2 separate regions of the Mus musculus genome follow, and region 2 is linked to region 1. Evidence: chromatin contacts called from public HiChIP or PLAC-seq data. All regions are on one chromosome and are shown on one strand. The core of a region is the stretch at or near the end of the contact, and the rest is flanking DNA. Distances in the headings are between cores, read along the strand shown.

What was found. HiChIP or PLAC-seq counts read pairs in DNA pulled down with a chosen protein or histone mark.
Region 2: a CTCF HiChIP or PLAC-seq map of the NIH/3T3 cell line shows a contact between it and region 1, with 21 read pairs. The contact joins the enhancer-like site here to the promoter of 1700007F19Rik in region 1. A contact is called at or near these places in 2 of 15 datasets of contacts at CTCF or cohesin (both in the NIH/3T3 cell line), 18 of 484 Hi-C or Micro-C datasets (the 3T3-L1 cell line, the C2C12 cell line, the HL-1 cell line and 5 more) and 4 of 115 datasets of contacts at active chromatin or transcription factors (astrocytes, embryonic fibroblasts, embryonic stem cells and 1 more).

What each region holds. Positions count from the first base shown.
Region 1 is chr3:58,162,179-58,165,939 of GRCm38.p6, reverse strand. It overlaps 1700007F19Rik (RIKEN cDNA 1700007F19 gene), which reads left to right and starts at 2,133. Exons shown (of 6, transcript NR_040538.1): 1 at 2,133-2,178; 2 at 2,387-2,433; 3 at 3,474-3,594. It overlaps Gm40056 (a long non-coding RNA gene), which reads right to left. Exons shown (of 6, transcript XR_003954487.1): 5 at 1,684-3,701.
Region 2 is chr3:58,201,733-58,205,493 of GRCm38.p6, reverse strand. No RefSeq gene overlaps it. Among named protein-coding and RNA genes, the nearest start is that of Gm40057, 8.3 kb to the left of the region's middle. Within about 2 kb of position 2,168, at least 43 of the 459 cell types and tissues checked have an H3K27ac peak or open chromatin away from gene starts, as enhancers often do. A contact at or near this core is called in the C2C12 cell line, the HL-1 cell line, the NIH/3T3 cell line and 2 more, where this site is marked.

The sequences.
Region 1 (3,761 bases), core at 884-3,383:
TTTTGTCAGATGCCCTGTGACTAAAGGTTTGCAAAACTCAGCTGCTCAGGCTATAGAGCTGGGGGCCTCCCCTGCCTGCTATGTATTTACAAGCGATATGAATATACTTTCATGAAAAGATCAACACACAGATTAAATGCGACACCCTGCTCTGTGAGCGGTAGTCTGGATCTCTGCCACAGTGGCCCACGTAATCTCCCCTTTTAACTCTTTCTGAGGACCCAGTGTGGGCTCCCCAGGTCTTGTTCGGCCCTTCTCCACTGGCTATGTTTGCTTTGCTTCCAGGGTTTGGTTACTCTACAAATTGCTGGAATAAACACGTGTTTTAGCTGACGTATGTGACAATTTCTCCATGGTAGATAACTGGAACGAGAACAATTGGATTTACAGAGATTTTGAAAATGTATACCGCTGGATTGTCCGGTGTGGTAGCACCAGTGGTAACAACCATGCTCCCACGGATATTCTGCTGTTGAATGGGTGATTTTACGCGTGTTGGGGCATGTAGACTTTTCTCGTTGCTTCTCTTTACCCTATGTTCATGTTTCAGTTATGTTGCCTTTTCTCTAACAGTTTGCAGACTTTTTTTAAAAAATGACGCTAAAAATGGTGGTACCTATAAAATTCTAGTGCTCAGAAGACTGACGTAGATTGGGCCACACAGGGAGCCAGCTTGGATTATACAGTAAGACTCTACCTCAAGTGGAAAAAAAAATGGTCTTAATAACACATGTATTCATCACTTAGCTTCAGTATTATTGAGTCCTGGACAGTACAGACTCCCATCCACTTGTATCTCATACAACTATTATTTTGAAGAAAATTCCCATGTACCATTCACACATAAACATAAAAAGAATTTTTATAATATCAACAAATATTTCCTTCATTAACTCTTATTTTTTTTAAAAAAGATAATTAATATTATCAAATATCCAGACAGTTAAATTCATTTGCCTCCATTTTTTTTTTACCAGAATCAGTGTGCAATGGAGTCTTTAATTCTAATTGGATAAAAAGCCATAGACAGACGAATGATGGGTAGATAGATGAATAGATGGATGGACAGACAGACAGATGGCAGGCAGATTCTCTCCTCTGTCACACTGGAGAATTCTGATTGTTCTTCTCATGAGGTTTTCTTGAGCCTTGATCTGGTGGCTGTATCTGATGGTGTCATTTAACGCGTTCCTTTCCTCTCAAACGTTTGGTCAGATCCAAGGCTGGACAAGAATCAGGCTTGATATTTTGTCCAGAACACTTGAACTGCTATGTTTTAGACCTCCAGCAAGGCCACATGATTTTCCTGTCTCTCCATGACGTTACCACGCACCCCCCACCCATGTCATTGGGCCTACTTTGGGAAACAGAAAATTATATAGTAATTTAAAATAACGGAAGTTTAATATACAGAATTATTAAAATAATAGCTGTGGAGGTGTAAAGTTGCTTCTGAAGGGCACCCTATATCTGAGGGAGAATAGCAAAGAAAAACAACCCTGAAATAGGGGCTCTCCCTAAGGCCGGACTTTTGACATTGTTGAAGGCAAAAGCTTGAGTGAGGCACAATAGCCAGTAGCTGGGGACACTAGGCTATCTGGTAGGTGCATGTTCATACTTGCCATGCAAGAAGGGAAGGATGCAAAAGGTACAGGCGAGCTGAGGCTATGGCTGTTTACCTACCATACACAAATAGGAAGTGTAAGGACTCGTGTGAAGCATTCACACTTGGAGGGCTTTAAGAAACAAAGTCCTGCTGCCTTGTCAGCCAGCTGTAGATGGAAAGTGGTCAGGAGGTCTGTGTAAAACTGGTACGTTACAAGGGTGAAGGCAAGGGGTCTCTGAGTCCAGGCAGAGGATCCGGGAGAAGGACTGTACACTGTAGCGATCTTGATGGCACATGGCCTGGCTGATGAGCCTACATGTGCACTGCTGGAGGTCAGACACCAGGAGTAAAACCAAGTGAAAAGCCCCTTGTTCCTGTAGTGTCTCTTTAGCGCCCTCTACTGATGAAGCGTCAAATCATGCGCGTTGGGAAGGAGAAGTGTTTCGAATTCCTTCAATGAATGACCCCAGAGCACTGAAACGGTGGACTTAGGGTTTAAAGGCAGTAAATTAGTAACTGATATAACGGTCACTGTTAACTTTCATTGTTTCTTTGGAGGCTGCAAAACGGTGGTAATTTGGTTTTATTGATCTCCCTGTATTTGCTGGATGCTTGTACGGGGAGAACTTTCCCACGTCCTCTTGAGTACCCCAGGCACCGTGTATACAAGCACCAGGCTCCTTCCCTGTTGCCAGTTGTTTTTGTTTGTTTGGGTTTTTTGTTTTGTTTTTTTGTTTGTCTGTTTGTTTGTTTTTTAACATGTCTTCTTTCTCCATCCAGGCCTAGATTCGTGTAAAAGCTATTTTCTACCGACCACATCTTTCTGGGTGAGTCTTGGTTCTGCCCACAAAGCCCCTTAACGGGGTGTATGGAGATAGAGCTGTTTGCTCCCACCTCATGTCACCCTCACCTAATGAACCTAATGAAATGGGTATCCGCTCAGGGAAAGGAAAGACGACTTCCAAGTCTCCCAGCTGGTGATGGGAGGAAATGGGGTTAGAAGACAGGCTGTTTGACTCTGAGCTGAGTCTGGGAAGACCTTATATTCAGCTTGTTTCTCCTGGGATAACTTCAAGCTCGGGTCTCCTGGGTCTTCATCTCTTCTCTATTTGCTTTTGAATTTCAAGGTCATGGCTCTTAGCATCATTGTTGAGAACTCCCAGTTTCTCTCCCAGGTTGGTCACACACTCCAGTGGGGTGGGATCTTTATGGAGGGGCCGGTGCACGCTGATTAACTTCTGCTTTTTGTCTTGTCTCACATGGGTGGGCAGGTGCTTCTGCCCTCTCCAGGTTTTTGTCCCTTCCTCTGTCTCCTCCTCCACACAGAAGAGAATGGGAACTTCTCAGGGGATGGTGAGAGAGAAACAGTAACTGCTGACCCTGGTAGTGACTTGAAGACGGACTGATTCTCCTCCCTGCTCCATTTCCAGAAGCCATGATCCAGCTGTGAAGGCCCAGTCACTCCAACTACGTGGGCCGCTGAAAATCCAGTTTCAACCTGCTTCTCTTTCCCTCTCTTCTCCAGTTCAACCCCATCCTTCAAAAACTCACCTAATTCCTCTGGGAATTAGTCTCTTCCCCCAGGGTCACCAATTCTGCTTGCTAATCTCCTGCACCCCTCTGATCCCCTTCTTGCTTTCCTTCCTCCTACCCAGGCTTTCCTGGCAAAGGCCAACAAAATAACAAAGACTAGGGAATAAGTAAACAGCAGCCTCCCCTCGCTTGGGAGTCCCTGGAAGCGCTTCCTTCATTCACACCGATGAGCCTCGGGATTTCAAAGTGCCTGGCACTGCTTCAAGGCCAGTTACAGCGGCCACGGAGTCATTGTATTGAGATGAAGGTGGATCCAGGCGGTTTCTATTTTTAGGTTCGATTGTTTCTGGAAAAGGTTGCACATCACATAATAGGAAATCCCAAGAGTGTGAAGACTGTTTCCTGCCAGTGGAAGCCTTGTTGTGGTTGGCTGTTCTGACCATAGAGACACTGAGGTAAGCGGACAAGGGTGGAGGGTAAGGTCCGGCTGTGCTGGGGACAGACAGGAAGGTGAAGTATGGAGTCAGGGAAAGTGAGATTGCAATTGTCAGGAGATGTAGAGCTGTGAGAGAAAGCAGAGCAGTTGTAAGAGGATGAAACCGTCACGTCTTCCTCAGAGTCT
Region 2 (3,761 bases), core at 919-3,418, 40 kb before region 1:
ACCTGGCAGAGGATCCCTGTGTTTTAAAAAAAATGAATGCACAGGCTGGAGAGATGGCTCAGTGGTTAAGAGCACTGACTGCTCTTCCAGAGGCCCTGAGTTCAATTCTCAGCAACCACATGGTAGTTCACAACCATCTGTAATGGGGTCAGATGCTCTCTTCTGGTATGTCTGAAGACAGCTACAGTGTACTCATATACACAAAATAATAAATCTTTTAAAAAATGAATGCACAACAGTAATGCCCACCTTCTGTGGCACACTAAGAACTCAAAACTTTTAATATAAAATATGACAGATGATTGGTTTTGTTACCCTCTATCCTACTGCTAAGGGCCCCAAAACTGGCCACAATATACTAGCTCTTATTACCATATACTGCTCTAAGCATTTTATACCCATTATTTCCCAGTAGTTCTGTAGAGTATTTGTTCTATGGAGGCACTGAGGGATATAGAATTTAGGAAACTTGACTGAAGTTTACTCAGACATAGAGGAGATCACTAAATCTCAATTAGATTGTAGAGTTTTCAAGGCAAAGACCCATCACACATGCCAATTTTGTCTAGCTTTTCAGTGTCCTGTGCAGTCATCCCTATAGTAGGTGTCCAATAAATGTTGCTTTTATTCCAAGAGCAGAGGCACTTAAACTTGTTTTACAATAAGCAGTAGACTAGAAACATGAATGGCCAAACAGCAGCTGCTTTCTCATAGCCCAATAACCTGTGTGGCTAAGAGCTTGTAGGCCAAAAGTCTGATGACCAAGAGTGAGGCTGCAGCAGGCAGACAGAAACCGGAGAGCACTTGTAGGGCGGAGTGGGGATGGCAAGGTAGGAACCTAAGCCTAGGACAATGGAAAGCTCCACTAACTAAGCCTGAGCAAGTCTCAGCAAGGCTGTTGGCCCCAGTGAGACAGTCAACCTCAGTCTATTCCATGGTCAGGGTGAAAGCATCTTTAAGAATACCTAGCTGTTGATCAGACCTTCCTGCTGCTTTCTTCCCCTAAGCCAACAGCTCCTGAGCTTTCTGGCATTTCTGTTAAAGCATTCAGATCCCAGAATCCTTTACCACCAACTTAATGCCTGCTCACATCATTCCTAGGACACATGGCTGAGCAACTGGGAGGGGGCGGGTTGTCCAGGAGTGCTGGCAAATGGCACAGGCTTTCCTTATACTACATGTGTCACAGTAAATCCGGTTATAAATGTTCCCTCCCCCCTTCTTTGCATAGAGAAACATAAAGGGAGACAATTACTCAAGGCACCGTGACACTGTTTGAGTATGCCAAAGCTTGGGCTGGAGGCACTCACTGCATCTCCTTAAATATCTTTTTAATATCTTGGCCCGATCAGACATACCAAGGCCATTACAAAGTTTGCAAATCAATGCCCCAGCTGTTTTGGTTTTTAATAAAACTGAATATGATCTATTTAAAATGATTGTTTTCTATAGGGCTTTCCCAGAACAGGGCTGTGGGCAGCCCTGAAGGCAGGTCTTGGCTCTGATAGAGGTTCTCTCTTTGGATTCCACAGGGTGGGGTGGAAGTGAGGCCTCTGCAGGATTGAGGCTGTCAGCCTCACCTCAGTCCCCCAGCCTCACAAATGTGCGCTTCCTGATGAGTTTACCAAAACATTACTGAAGAATCTTAAAGTTTCAGTTCTTTAAAAATCACAGCTTCTCCATCTGGGATCAGTTCAAATGATTCCTTCGTAATTTTATTAGAGGTCCTGGCCCAGGCAAAGTCTTTTTAGTTGATTACTGCCATGTTGGAAACCGAAAGAGATTCTATTAAAAAAAATTAACCCTCTTGTCCCAAGGAAAAATAAAAGGAGATACACAAAACTGTCTCCTCAGCGACTATGATGTCCACAGTTCCCAAAGCTCTCAGTTTCAAAGTTCCCAAGCAAAAGGGATGTAGTATTATTAAGTTTGGGGCCTGAATAGAAAAACCACAATCTAAGTGCCCGTATATCAATTTTATAATGTTGATAGTTGAATGCAATTCATCTGGGCCATAAATGTGACATCCTGATAAACAAGTCCTTTTGAGGCTGTATTTGAAGATGATTTTACTAGTTTTGAGACATTGCAGTATGATCAGAAATGCGTCACCCACTCATGCAGTTTGCTTTTCTTTGCTTCAGTTTATATAAAATGACTAAGGCTGTGTTGCCTGGGCTACTTGACTGCAGATCTGTGTTCCCCTGGCTCAGCCAAAGGAGAAGATGGAGCCTCTTAGGAACCTTCTGGGCCTTGACTTCTCACCAGCTCATCCCAAGCAACGGAAACTCACTCTTCTTTCTCCTTCTCTTTTCTTTGTCTTCTTTCTTCCCTCCTTCTCCCCTTTCTCTTCATTTCCTCATTTTTTTCCTAACCACAGGCAAAGCACTGTCTCCCTAATTCTCTAAAGTTATCTATTCCTGAATTTTTCCCTTAACCACAGCCGAGAAGATTGAATAGCTGAGGTCGGGAAGCACGGAAAGAATGTCAACAATTTACCACTAAAATATACATTAAGAATATTTCCAGCAGTTTAATCTCCAGGTTGAATTTCTAAATCTAGATTTCTCTTGTCACATGACTGTCTGTTTTCACGTTTATTTGTGCCACTTTCAGCCATAATTTATCCTGTCCTAAATGAACTCTCTGTGGAAGGTAGAGCTGAACAAAAATAAACAAGTCATATAAACCTCAAAAGCAGGAGGCTAAAATAGTTGTCTTTTCCACAAGCCAATATATAAATACCATTAAACATTTTAAAATTATATTTGTTTATCTATTCACTCACTCACTCATTCATTCATTCATTCACACATTTAGTGGGCATATCTGTGTTCTAATTGTCTGCTCATCATATATACCAGTTTGGCAAATAAGTGACAGCACGTGTTGTATTAAATCTAAGGCAGACATTCTGTGGGTTTAGTCTTCCAAGTCTGATTGTTAAGGGATTAACGCTATCCTCAGAGTAAGGGCCTGATGGGCTTTATTATGTCCCCTTTAGCTATAAGAACATCATATATTATTCTTAGTTTGTGAACTTTCTTTAGAGATATTATTCCCACCTCTGTCCCTCTTCCTTATTGGACTTAGTAATTGAAAAATATTTTTGTTCTACATTTCTCTACATATTCCCTAATTGGGGGCATTAACATTTGAAATCCAATGAATGATTATCAAATGTAAGCATAGTTTGACAGAGGCAGGAGAGATGGCTCAGCAATTAAGAGCACTGGTTGCTTCTCTCCCAGAGGTCCTGAGTTCAAATCCCAGCAACTGCATGGAGGCTCACAATTATCTGTGATGGGATCCGATGCCGTCTTCAGATGTGTCTGAAGACAGCATACTCATATACATAATATAAATAAAAAAGAAAATTAGAAAATTGTTATCTTAATCACCTAAAAAATAGCTTGATCGGTTGGCACATGCTTCTTTTTTCTTATCTGGCCTGTGCAGTGTTTATTTGTTATTTCTTGTCTATCACAACCCATCCTGAATCCCAACATTCAGTTTTCCATTAAAGAGTTGTATTCTCCTCATTGTGTGAGATCTTGGTAGTTTAATCTGAACATCCATTTCCCAGTCTGAGAACTGGAAGGAAAAGTACTTTTTGTATAAATAATGTATGTTTTATTTCATGTGCAGAACCTAGATTCTTTCTGGTTTTTGTTTCTTGTTTTTTGTTTTTACGGAAACATGCAGTTAGGAGCATAACTAGTTGGTGGGGTTGGGGAATAAGGGCAGAGAGGGAAGAGGAC